Regions from separate parts of the Triticum aestivum genome. Here region 1 is linked to region 2. Evidence: chromatin contacts called from public Hi-C data. All regions are on one chromosome and are shown on one strand. Each heading gives the region's core, a stretch centred on a gene start, on an enhancer-like site or on the middle of the called end of the contact. The rest is flanking DNA. Distances are from core to core; before and after follow the strand shown.

The links. Hi-C and Micro-C count contacts between places; a contact is called where the count stands out from the background.
Region 1: a Hi-C map of leaf shows a contact between it and region 2, with 4 times the contacts expected there. The contact joins the enhancer-like site here to the promoter of LOC123093074 in region 2. A contact is called at or near these places in 2 of 5 Hi-C or Micro-C datasets (both in leaf).

The regions. Positions count from the first base shown.
Region 1 is chr1B:487,767,626-487,773,379 of IWGSC CS RefSeq v2.1, reverse strand. No RefSeq gene overlaps it. Among protein-coding and RNA genes, the nearest start is that of LOC123133801, 59 kb to the right of the region's middle. Within about 2 kb of position 4,184, at least 4 of the 8 cell types and tissues checked have an H3K27ac peak or open chromatin away from gene starts, as enhancers often do. A contact at or near this core is called in leaf, where this site is marked.
Region 2 is chr1B:487,145,491-487,151,372 of IWGSC CS RefSeq v2.1, reverse strand. It overlaps LOC123093074, which reads right to left and starts at 2,865. Exons shown (of 1, transcript XM_044514970.1): 1 at 1,956-2,865. The coding sequence starts at 2,708. The coding sequence ends at 2,166. It overlaps LOC123133737, which reads right to left. Exons shown (of 22, transcript XM_044553202.1): 21 at 5,769-5,831; 22 at 4,833-5,405. The coding sequence ends at 5,080.

The sequences.
Region 1 (5,754 bases), core at 2,935-5,434, 620 kb before region 2:
GGATTTCGGGTTCCGGCAAAACCCTTGAGGTTCGAACTCTGCGGTGCGCATGAAGATTTCCCCCTACCGAATCTCGCCTCCCAGCCTCACCGCGATCTCTAAGCTTAGCTCGATCAACTCACAACACAAGAAACATAGGATTTATACTGGCTCAGGCCACCATTGTGGTGTAATACCCTACTCCAGTGTGGTGGTGGTGGATTGCCTCTTGGGCTGATGATGAACAGTACAAGGGGAAGAACAGCCTCCTGAGGCGAGGTGTTCTTGTGCTTGGTGGGTGGTTCAGCTCAAGGTGAGATTTCGATCCCACTCCTATGGTGGCGGCTAGTCCTATTTATAGAGGCCCTGGTCCTTTCCCCAAATATTGAGCGGGAAGGGATCCAACAACGGCCAATTTGAAAGGGGACCGTCAGTACAAGTTATCCTGACTAAAGGTGGTCTTCACCTGTCAAAGGCGCTGGTGATGACGCCGTCTTGGGCTCCACGGTGATCTCCGTCCTGCCGTCCTGCTGGTCCTGGTCTTGTTGCATCGATATGGAAACCTTTGCCTGATGCCTCGGTACTCCGCGCCTGCGCTTGCCCCCTTAGCACCAAAGGGGAAACGAGGACACTGTGTGCGTTGGCGCCTGCCTGGCCTTGGTCGTCATGGCTTGCGTCACGGGAACCTCGCGTGGTACCCCTTGCCTTGACCTCTCCGTCTCCTCGAGAGCCTGCCTGGTGAGGCCGCCCCTGAGGAGGTCTTGTGTCGTCCGCCCCGCGAAGCTTGGCCCCTCGCGAGGTTCTTGAGCGTTGGTTGACGAAGACGGGCCGTACTGGACCGCTGGTGGAGCCACGCCGCGGGCCGCAGGCAGGCAAGTCTATGGAACCCCGTTCCCAGAACGCCGACAATCGCCAGGACGGCAGGACGGAGGTCATCGACGAGCCCACCGCAGTGTCATGACCAGAGGCTTTTCGCAGGCGAAGACTACTTTTGTCACGATAAGTTGTACTACATGTCCCCTTTCAAATCCGATCGTTGTGGGATCCCTTCCCTCCAACATTTTGGGAAGAGGACCAAGGCCATCATAAATAGGACTAGCCACCACCATAGAGGGCATCTGATTCACATCCACATCAGCTCCCTCGAGTTCAAGAACACCTCACCTCCTGAGCCCAGTTCATCCATTGTACTATTCATCCTCAGCCTACAAGGCAATCCGTCACATCACACTGGATTAGGGTATTACACCACAACGGTGGCCCGGACCAGTATAAACTGTTGTGTCTCTTTGTCTTTTTGAGCTTGACGCTTTAGGCTTAGGAGGATCGCGAGTAGGCAAGCTGGATAGGTTGAGATCTGCACACGCACCCCAAAGTTCAAACCTCTCAAGGGTTTGCGGAACCCGTAATCCGACACCCACCACTGTGAAGCGACGCCAAGTGCGGCGCTTGGCGTCCTTTGCAAAGACGCTAGTGGCACCGTACTATGTTCTCGCCGACGAGGAGCTCGCGGCGGTGTGGCCAGCTCACCGGACCAAGACCAGCAAGGAGGTTGACAGCCACCATTAGTGTTGGATCAACTTAGGCCTATTTTTAGATTCGCATCCTCGAGTCGAAGCGTGCTGCCCGCAAGAAGGAAGAGAAGGCGTGGCTCAACACGGAGGAGGACACATGACGGTTTCAAAGCGAGCGCACCGCCGTGGCTTGCCTAGCTTTCCAAATCGTCGTGACAACGACAACGACGGTGCCACTAGTTTGCATGTAATATATATTTCATCGATACTTTGCGTTTGAAAACTTTGAAATGGGAAAGGGATAGTGCTAGATGACCGGCGCCCGGCCAGATGTCCACGAACATGTCAGGACATCGCCACGGACATTTGGGACGCCCAATTGTTTGGAGATTTCCTAACCCTTAGTACGACATATAGCGGTTAAGTTGCCCACGGAGCGTGCCTACACGGGTCAGCCCGTTTCGCTGCCTTACGAACCCTTTTTTTTTCAATTCTATCATATTTCTTTTCTATTTTCTATTTTCTTAGTTTTCTTTTTTCCATTTTCCATTTTACATTTTCGCTTGGCGTTGTGTTTCTTGTTTCTTTTTTAATATATTTTATCATTTTAATCTTATTTTTTGTTTGCCTGTTTTGTATTTCTTTCAATAAAGAAATATATACATATTCTCTAAAAACACATGCACATTTGACAATACATGAAGATTTTGAAAATTACGTGAATATATTCTAAAATAGGTGAAGTTTTTTATAATTACGCAAACAAATATAATATTTTTCAAATATATGAAGATATTTTTAAATTAAACATTAAATATGTGATCATGTTTAATTAAAATCATTTTCCTGATTGGATGAACACTTTGAGAATTATATGAACATTTTTCAAAATGAGCAAGAACTTTTCAAAATTACATGAAAAATATTTTAATCATGCAAACATTTTTAAAAACACAGAACACTTTTTAAATGTGCAAATATATTTTTAACATATCATTTTTCATCATTTATTTTAAAAATGATTATATAAAAATTAATTAGATACATATTTTTTTGAGTTTTCAAGAAAAGAGTTGTACTATGTGTTATGGGCCGCACGTTTGCTGCCAGTTAGCTGAGGCGTGCGCGGCGCGGTGCGATTGCACACCATGAACTTCATATAGCAGTGCTTCGCGTCACCGCTGATTATTTTTTGGTTACTAAAAAACCCAACAATTATTGATTTTACAAAACACTTTCTTTTTCTTCTTCCGCTTGATCCATAAAATGTCTAATTTAAAAGTTAAACCCATAGATGCTCTGCTCTGATTTATATAACTCCGGACATCCACGTAGCAGGACACCTGTGAGGCTGACCCCTAATCCGCTTGGAACTAAATACATGGACGGAATGTCCGCTGGCACACTTCCGGGCTTTTATGCAACCGAATTGGTCAGAAAACTCACACAATGATTGATTATAATCCTGTAATAATAGATGATCTGACGTATTTTATTAGTCAGAATGACAGCTGGTTCAAATTTTCTTTCCGGGCATACCAACCAGGTCGACATGGCATCGTCAAGAAGGTAGCCAGGTAACCACTTTTCTATTATAAAAATATAATAGTGCTGGCACTAGCTCCCAGATTTCTTTCAGTTTAGGTCAGTAGGCACTCCAAGCTTCCGGAAGTATGCCGTCAGCCCGGATCAGGAGACAGTTGAGATTGCATGCGTGCAGTATTGCAGTGGCATCCCAATCAGCCTCTGCATTAAGCAATTGATTATCTTTCCCCGGCCAAACTGGGCAACCGATCGCATCGCATGATCGATCTGCAGGAGGTGGCTCGATCAATCCGGTAATCTGCTTCGTGATGACACACGTACGTGTCAGGCAGGCACGAGACGCAAAATAAAGTATAGGACAGGTTGCTGCTGGTAGTATCTCCAGTATCGAGACACTCATCAGTGCCCGGTACACGATCATGGACCAGCCATCGCAACAATATCTCCGGTATCTCTTTTTGTTGTTTTGCATGGTCCCTTTCTCCATCCCCCTATCTCTCGCTCGCTCCCGTTGCTTTCTCCGCTTTTGCTTGATGCCGAGACGCGATCGGGCCCCGGCCACGTTACCCGGAACGAGCGACGCTTCCCGCGCTTTAGCTCGCAACAGCGACCGGCCCGCGCCTTCCTCCCCTCGCGTGATGGCGCCCATGTATCTACCTTGCAGGCGCAATCAATTAAGAGACATTAGATTTTAGATGTTTCATCAACGTTATGAATACTACGTACACATCCGTAGCATCTTCGTTGGACTATAATCTTTAGCTTTTCAATTCAGATCACTGCGAAGCATATGCTCGACCGAATAATTGAGCGCTCCCGCCATTAAGATGCATGCTTAGCTACGTACCAGGCCCCTTTTAACGCTTTCATTATTATTCTACAAGCTACTAGCTCGTGCCCCTTTCACCAAAAATAAAAAGGAAAGGGGAGATCGAGGAGAGGAGAGGGGAGGCGTACGGCTACATGCCCTGCCATAGCCAGTGGCTACCGTGTACAGTACACGCGATGCCTACGTGCCGCTCGTCCGGACGTGGCGGATGGCGCCAGCTCGGTGCGCCGGGCGGTCGATCTTGTACTTTCGGGCGGGGTCGGTTAGACGTACGTTTCGGACAGCTATCGAGCCCAAGCGCGCGTTGCTGTCCGGAGGAGCACGTACACATCCATCCATCCATCCCACGCGGTCATTGAAAGAAGTACATGCATGCGACCGCTCACCGCTGACACCTCGCCGTACCGGCCAAAAGCTAGCTAGGCCACCGCCGGCGACCCCCACTACGCCGTGCAGGGTCGACCTGTGCAAGCCCGCGCCACGGACCTCAAAGCCGCCGTCGCGGTGCAACCACGTGTGCTGTAGCGTTTTCCGGCGAGGTCGAATATGCTATGCCGTGGCTAATGGGAGGAAAATGACGTGGGTGAAAAGAGAGGTCTCGTTGCGTGCGTGTGTGTGGCCACGGTAAATGATCGGATCGTTCGACCGCAGGTCCGCAGCATAGCGATCGATGTCCGTCCGGATTTTAGTGGGGCGGTATATGGTTAGCACGATCGATTTGATTCTCTGTGAAAGGTACGGGCCTCCGGGTGCGGACTACAGTGCTCCGCAAGCTTCGCCAGGCGGAAAGCATGCACCATGTTTGTCGATGCATGCTGCGAAAAGCGGCGCTTTTTGACTAGTTTAGTGGACCGTAATGCCGGGAAGCCTAATCATCTCGTGTCCTGCTGATTGGTCTCGTCCCGTGCATTCCTTGGAGCTTAGCCACGGGATGGATGGAGAGATAGACACGATGATGCTTGATGCATATCCCTGTCGTGGTGTGCGCGCGCGTACATACGTACGGCATCTGCGTAGCGTGGCCGATGCATATCTTCATGGGCGTGTGCGGACGTACGCGGCTGCCCCGAGATAAAGAATACTGTTTTTCTCTTTTTAAACAAGAGAGGAAGAATATATTTTCTTTTCGGAAAAACTTCCAATCTAGTGATCATCAATCATTGCAATACAATGAACACCGGAAATAAAAATTACATCCAAATCCGTAGACCACCTAGCAACGACTACAAGCACTGAAGCGAGCCGAAGGCGCGTCACTGTCATCGCTCCTCCATCACCGAAGTCGAGCACAACTTGTTGTAGTAGACAGTCGGGAAGTCGTCGTACTAAGGCTCTATAGGACCAGCATCACAGAACAACAACTGTCGCCGATGAAAAATAACGTAGATCGGAAGGATCCAAACTGACGACACACGTACGTAGATGCACAACAACAAGATCTGAGCAAATCCATCGAAGATAGATCTGCAGGAGACCCACCTTCACACACCCACCAACAATGCTAGACGCACCGCCGGAATGAGGGCTGGGCGAGAAGACCTTTATTCCATCTTCAGAGAGCCGCCGCCGTCTTGCCTTTTCGAGCAGGACACAAACCCTAGCAAGGTTGAAAAAACGACTAAAAACGAAGCCCTTCTGCCGGCCCTTGCCAGGATCCACCGCGCCTCCATGGCCCTAGGGCCACCGGAGACGAAGCGGATCTGCGTCGGCGCCGGCGAGAGGCACGAACCCTAACTTTTTTTTTTGGAAGAGAAGGAGGCGGCTAAGAGAGGAAGAATATTGTTGTTACCCGGAGCGCCAACGACTTCGTACGTGGTTTCACCTCCGTGAATTATTCACCAATTTTGCCGATTTATTGTGTAGGCACACGTTACAGTTTAATTTGTC
Region 2 (5,882 bases), core at 1,616-4,115:
CGCGTGGACGCTGATGATGGTGCCTGTGGTACGGGCGCAGTGGAGGAAAAGGTATCCCGACGACATGTGCCTCGCTGGCTTGGCTTCGGCCGTTGCTGCCGTCGGCCTCGGCGAGGTCATGTACCCAGATGACTTCCGTGGGATCGTCCTCGTCTTACGCCTCCTCATCCGACGGCTTGGTCTGGTGCTTCTCCACAGCTTATTTATGGGGCCGAAATCACTATTCTGACTCTTTCAGCAAACTTTGTCACAAAATGAATTTGACATGAAAGTATTTCACGATTTGACATTTTTAGCAACGCCATAGCCCGCGGCGTTTCTGCCCAAAATGAAAACGCCGAGCTAGCTAGCGTTCCTGTCCAAATAAGAAACGCCGAGGTAGCTCGCGTTGCAGACCAGGTAAGAAACGCCATAGGGCTTGGCATTTCTTCACTGGCACCCAGCCCACCCGCTGCCCCGTCGGGGTCTTTCTTCTCAGCCGCTAGAGACGCCAGGCTAGAAACGCCAAGGTCTGCGACCTTTCCAGCCTTCTTAGAAACGCCAACGTAAAAAACTGCTTCATAACCAGGGTCTAAACGCCAAGCCTTATGACGTTTCTTACTTGGTGACAAACGCCGTGAACTTTGGCGTTGCTTACCTGGTGAGAAACGCCGAGTGGTCAAAAACGCTGGTTAGCTCGGCGTTTTTATGTTGGGTATAGACGCCGCGGACTATGACGTTGTTAAAAGGGTCAGGTCGTGAAATACTTTCACGTCGAGTTTATTTTGTGACAAAGTTTGTTTAAAGGATCAGAATACTGAAAAAGCCTATTTATGGAGAGGCTAGGCAAGGCAAGAGGGGATTCAGAGTTTGACTCCACGTAAGAGAGACCTGGTCAGTATGCATATAAATTATTACGTAAAGATTCCTACACAGGCATGAGTCAGATGAGAGTCCTGATGGTTTACGTCTAGCTCTTGTAACGAGGAGTCTTGCGTTCAAAGTCCAGCAACCCATCAGCGCATCATGAAAGGCCACATGTATTGTGGGTTGATTTTAAAAAAATGTCAGGGTTTTTTTTGATAAAAAATACGCGACGGTGAACCCAACAATGTGAAAGATTCACATAGTCGCCCATGGTTGACGGGTTCGTCGTCCTTCAAGGCTCTGTCCACCGTAAAGGCGTAGCCGATTGAAGGATAAGAACTAGCTGCCCTCGTTGCTCACCGCAACGGCCTGCTCAGACGACGAGTTCACGCAACAGATGGAGGAGGTGTTGTGCCAATCATTGGTCGAACGGGGTCTATCATGGTTACTCCCTCCATGCAACCCAACATCCAAATAGGATGCCACGTCAAGGAGGAGCCGGTGTCCCAACAGTGACATTCAGACCGATCGCCACACCAAGGAGGAGGAGTCGTCCCCTCCGCGTCATCATCCGGGCACCCAGTGGCACCCGGTCTTCCCCGCGGTCAAGCAGCCGTCCTCCCTACCGCAGTAGTCGCCCCCACGCCTACTACCTCAAAGGCGCCGACGCCGGCAATGCGTCATTGTCCAAATTCCCAAAGCGCACCATTGACGTGTATAATAACCCTACTAAAATCCCAAAGCGAGAAAACTAGAGTTCTATCCGGTAGACAGGAACCTCTCCGCACCCCTACACCTGCGGAGGAGGGGGGAACGACCTACCGGCGGAGGAGGGGTGTGGTGCGCTTAGGAAACTCCTTTCTAGAGATGGGTTAATTGATTCGAGTGTTTTTTCATTACAAAAATGCCCTGACAAACTCGACACATCAATGGCCAAAGGACAGTAAATCATCCTCAAATCCATAGGAAACACTAAATCAAAATAATACTCTCTCAGACCCAAAATAAATCTCGTTGATTTAGTACGACGTTGTACTAAATTCGTGACACTTATTTTGGGACCCAGAGAGTACTAGTCAAAATATGACAAATTGCACGCAATACGAAGAAGAAGAATCATAAAAATACGGCAAATAAAATGGACACCCTATTTGATGGGGTCCTTTTCCTCCGTGTGCGGTGCATTGCACGCACACCAATCGTGCATACATCGACTTACATCAACGAGTAATTCACAGCATCACGCGCAAGAAGTGCACAGCATCACGCGCAAGAAGTGCACAGCATCACGTTAATTATACGTAACCAACTGCACGATCCTACATCGCCGCCACGCCGACGCCGGCGCCCTCGCCAACGTCCGCGACGCCATGGCCGCGGCACCTGCACTGCGGGGACTCCTCGAAGTTGTCCGACGTGAAGGCCTGGGAGAGCGGCCCGACGTAGAACATGAGGTGGTCGGCGTCGGCCATGAGCACCTGGTCGATGCCCCAGTTGACGAAGAAGATCTTCACCGAGACGCCCCGGAGGTCCCACAAGCTGCCGCCGGCCACCCTTCCGGAGATCGTCTGCTTGTAGGTAAGCTTGTACCCGCCGTCCACCTCGAACTCACAATCCTTGTCCATGAACACCTGGAACGCGCCGTCCGACCGCCGGAGCGTGTAACCGGTGACGCCCACCGGGAGGATTCCCTTCGGGAACCCGAATTTCTCCAGCATCTCGTAGGCGCTCGGCTCGGCGCCGACCGGATCCGCGACCACCGTCTCGGCGGGGACGTTGCGGGCGGCGGAGACGGAGAAGACGGCGGTGCCGGCGAGCAGCGTGAATAGGAGGAGTAGGAGGCCGAGTCGCGTGGTGGCCATGATGGCGTGTGGATATTCCTGGTTGTTTGGGTGTTCGCTTGCCGGCTATTATTTGCCAGGTTTGCTGGTGAGGAGGTAGGGCCGTGTGGCCGTGTGGGGGTGGATTTGGGTTTAAGTTTGGACATCCGGAGATGTATTACATGTGTTGAGGTCGCGTTGCCGTGAGGTTGGATCCGAGTCTGTTTGTAACTTGGGTTGTAAGTTGACAAGGACCTCATTGCAGCAAGCAAAAGTATCCATCATTAGCTATTTAGGCCCTGTTTGTTTTATAAGTCCTAGGACTTTTTTAAGTCCCAACTTATAAGTCATAAGTTCCTACCTGTTTATTTACAGAAACTTATAAGTCCCGAGTTCCTATCTGTTTGTTTACAGGGACTTATAAGTCCATGTTGCACTGCTGCAACGAGGCTTAGGAGAGGGCATGTCCGGCGATTGGAGGCACCGCTGCAACGAACCGAGACAGAACGAACCGAGGCGGGGCGGCGACGGGGCGGCGAGTCGAGTCAGAACGAACCGTGGCGGGGCGGCGACGAGGCGACGACGGGGCGAGAGGCGGGGCGGAATTTATTGGACTCCCGAAATCTCTCATGCAAACCAAACCGCCCTGGAACTACAGCTCTGTTTTGAGTATATCATTTTCCTGTTAACTTGGTAGTCAGTGACAACAGGGATGCCACAAGGACACCATCGTACTTCCACAAACACCTGCTTGGCAGCGCTTGAAACAAAACAAGGACAATAGAGCTCGCTATCCTTGATAGTTGAATGATTAGCCACCACGTTCCAGGTTTTGTAAACCTCGGACCGGCACACGGTATCTAGATTAGGGTTTCGCTTTTACGGTAAGGTTGTGTATCCTTTGAGAAGGACGCCCCGACTGTGGAGATTGTTTTTGAAAGAAAAACACAAGGTGCGTCCGGTTTTAAAATAATGAAGCCAACACAAGCTAGTGGTTCTTACATAGTCTTACAACCAGAATAGAAACAAGTAACCAAATAACAATCGACCAAGGAGCTTTCCCTGACACAGCTCTGTAGGAACTTAGCCAGGGCACACCGGAAAAGGATGTGGTCGACGTTTTCCGGTCACACAATTCCATAGGAATTTAGCCGCCGGAGGGGGGGGGGGGGGGGGGGGGGGGGGGACACTAGAAAAGGATATGGTCAACATTTCTCGGGTTGCCGCAAAGGGCACAATAGTCATTTCCTGGGCCGCTCCGTTTTATGAAGATTAAGCGCTGATGGTAGGTGATCTAACGAAGCTCGCCAAAGGAAGATACGGACTTTAAGAGGAACCCTTGATGCCAACAATGTCTTCTTAGCACATCGCATCCTAGGGTCTTGGATCAGTTTGGCATAAAGAGATTTCGCTGTGAAGACACCCAATGTCTCCAGGTCCCATTTCACTGAATCTCTTTCGGTGGATAAGGAGAAACCTATAAGCTGCCCTTGTAATGCTACCCAAGAAGCAAGTTCAGGCTCAGAGAGGTTATGCAAAAAAGCAAGATTGAATAGACCATCGACAAACACATTGCTACCAAGGATATCAGGGCCAGATGCAATGACGAAAAGGTTGGGATATCTAGTGTAGACAGGCTTGTCATCGATCCACTTAGAAAGCAAAATTTTGGTGTCTCTCTCATTCCGGACCTCGAAGCAAATGCTCAAGTTAAAAATCTCTCTGCGTTTTTGGATCCCTCTCAACTTGGGAGCCCTTAGTCTTAGAAGCGAAGAAAGAAGCATCTGGGAAGTACTTAGCTTTGAGAATTCAAGCCCACATGTTGTCATCATTCTAGGAATTTTCCAAATCCACTTGGTTACAGAGCCAAGTTCATCTTCTTCGAGTTAGTGATACCCGAGCCTCTCTAGACTTCAGGTTTTCAAAGGTGCGCCCATAGGTACTTGGAGGTTAATTCAGATTTTGGGCAATATGTGAAGGCTGCAGGCCACTTGAGAACTCTAGGACATGTATTGCTTGTGTTCGTGTCAGTTCCTTAGAAGCTATACCATCAGTATCAATGGAACCAGACTATCGCTCTGAAGAAAACAATATCATCGTCGCAACATTCAGAACATTTCAAACCAGGTTAGCATTTTTTTTACAACAAAGAAAAAGGAGAGAGCGGAACGCATAACTGAACATGTTTAGACATAAACTTGCAAAAACCTCTGAAACCAACTTATGTCCATCCCACAATTCACAGCAGAGGCCAAAGTTTCTAGGACCAGGTAATGTATAAGTCTCTGACTGGTCCTCCCACCATAATATTAGGAACAAAGTAGGAGAATCTGGGCAGGAATATATTACAAGAGAAGCCCCCTCTTTCACATTAACTTGCTAGCATGGGAACCCCAAGTAGCTGCCATCCTTCTCAGCGCTTCAGGCGCAGAGCATCCTTGAGCAAAATGGCAGAGTCGCTAGACTGACCGGCTCTCCAGACCCTGAAGTCGTCGTCGAAGTAGCCTTGTTTGTTCCAACCATCCAACAGATCTAGAAAGAACGGGCCTTGCTCGTCACCAAAAGGATCCCTGTAATGCCACATGCCCGACCGCCTTGTCTTGCGTTGCGCCACATGAGTATTCCCAGACTCATCAGCATCCATATCAACAACAACCACGTTTGCACCTTGATCCTGCGACCGACCATCTTCGTCGTCATCAATGTTGATTACTTCAGCTGGGATGCCAGCTGCATTGGCTGCATCAATCATGGTTGGTCAGGTAGAACAGAATGATAAAATTATCTAAGAACCAGAAAACGTTAGGAATAAAGCTGGAAAATTGTAATCAAACTCGTGGCCTCGTGGGCTCATTAAACTGCTTACATATGTGAACGATGGGAAGCTGCGCGCAAAATTCAAAACCATTCATTTACAAAACTAGGGTCACATGATGTTTTCACTGTACGTCACATGATGTTTTACCATGGAAATTCACAGGTGACTTTTAAGTTATTACTTAATAGTAGCTCAATAGGTAAAACCCGGCGCCTCTAAAAAAATTACTACATTTTTCCTCATATATAATAGTAACAAATAAAAGGATGGTAATAAGATAAAACCTTCAGCCCCCTGCTTCTGGACACTTGCTCCCAGTTTATCACCAGCAGCATTCTCTTCACTACCTGCATTGTGAAATATGAACAGTGAAAAGCGAGGTATCTGAGAAAGGCAGG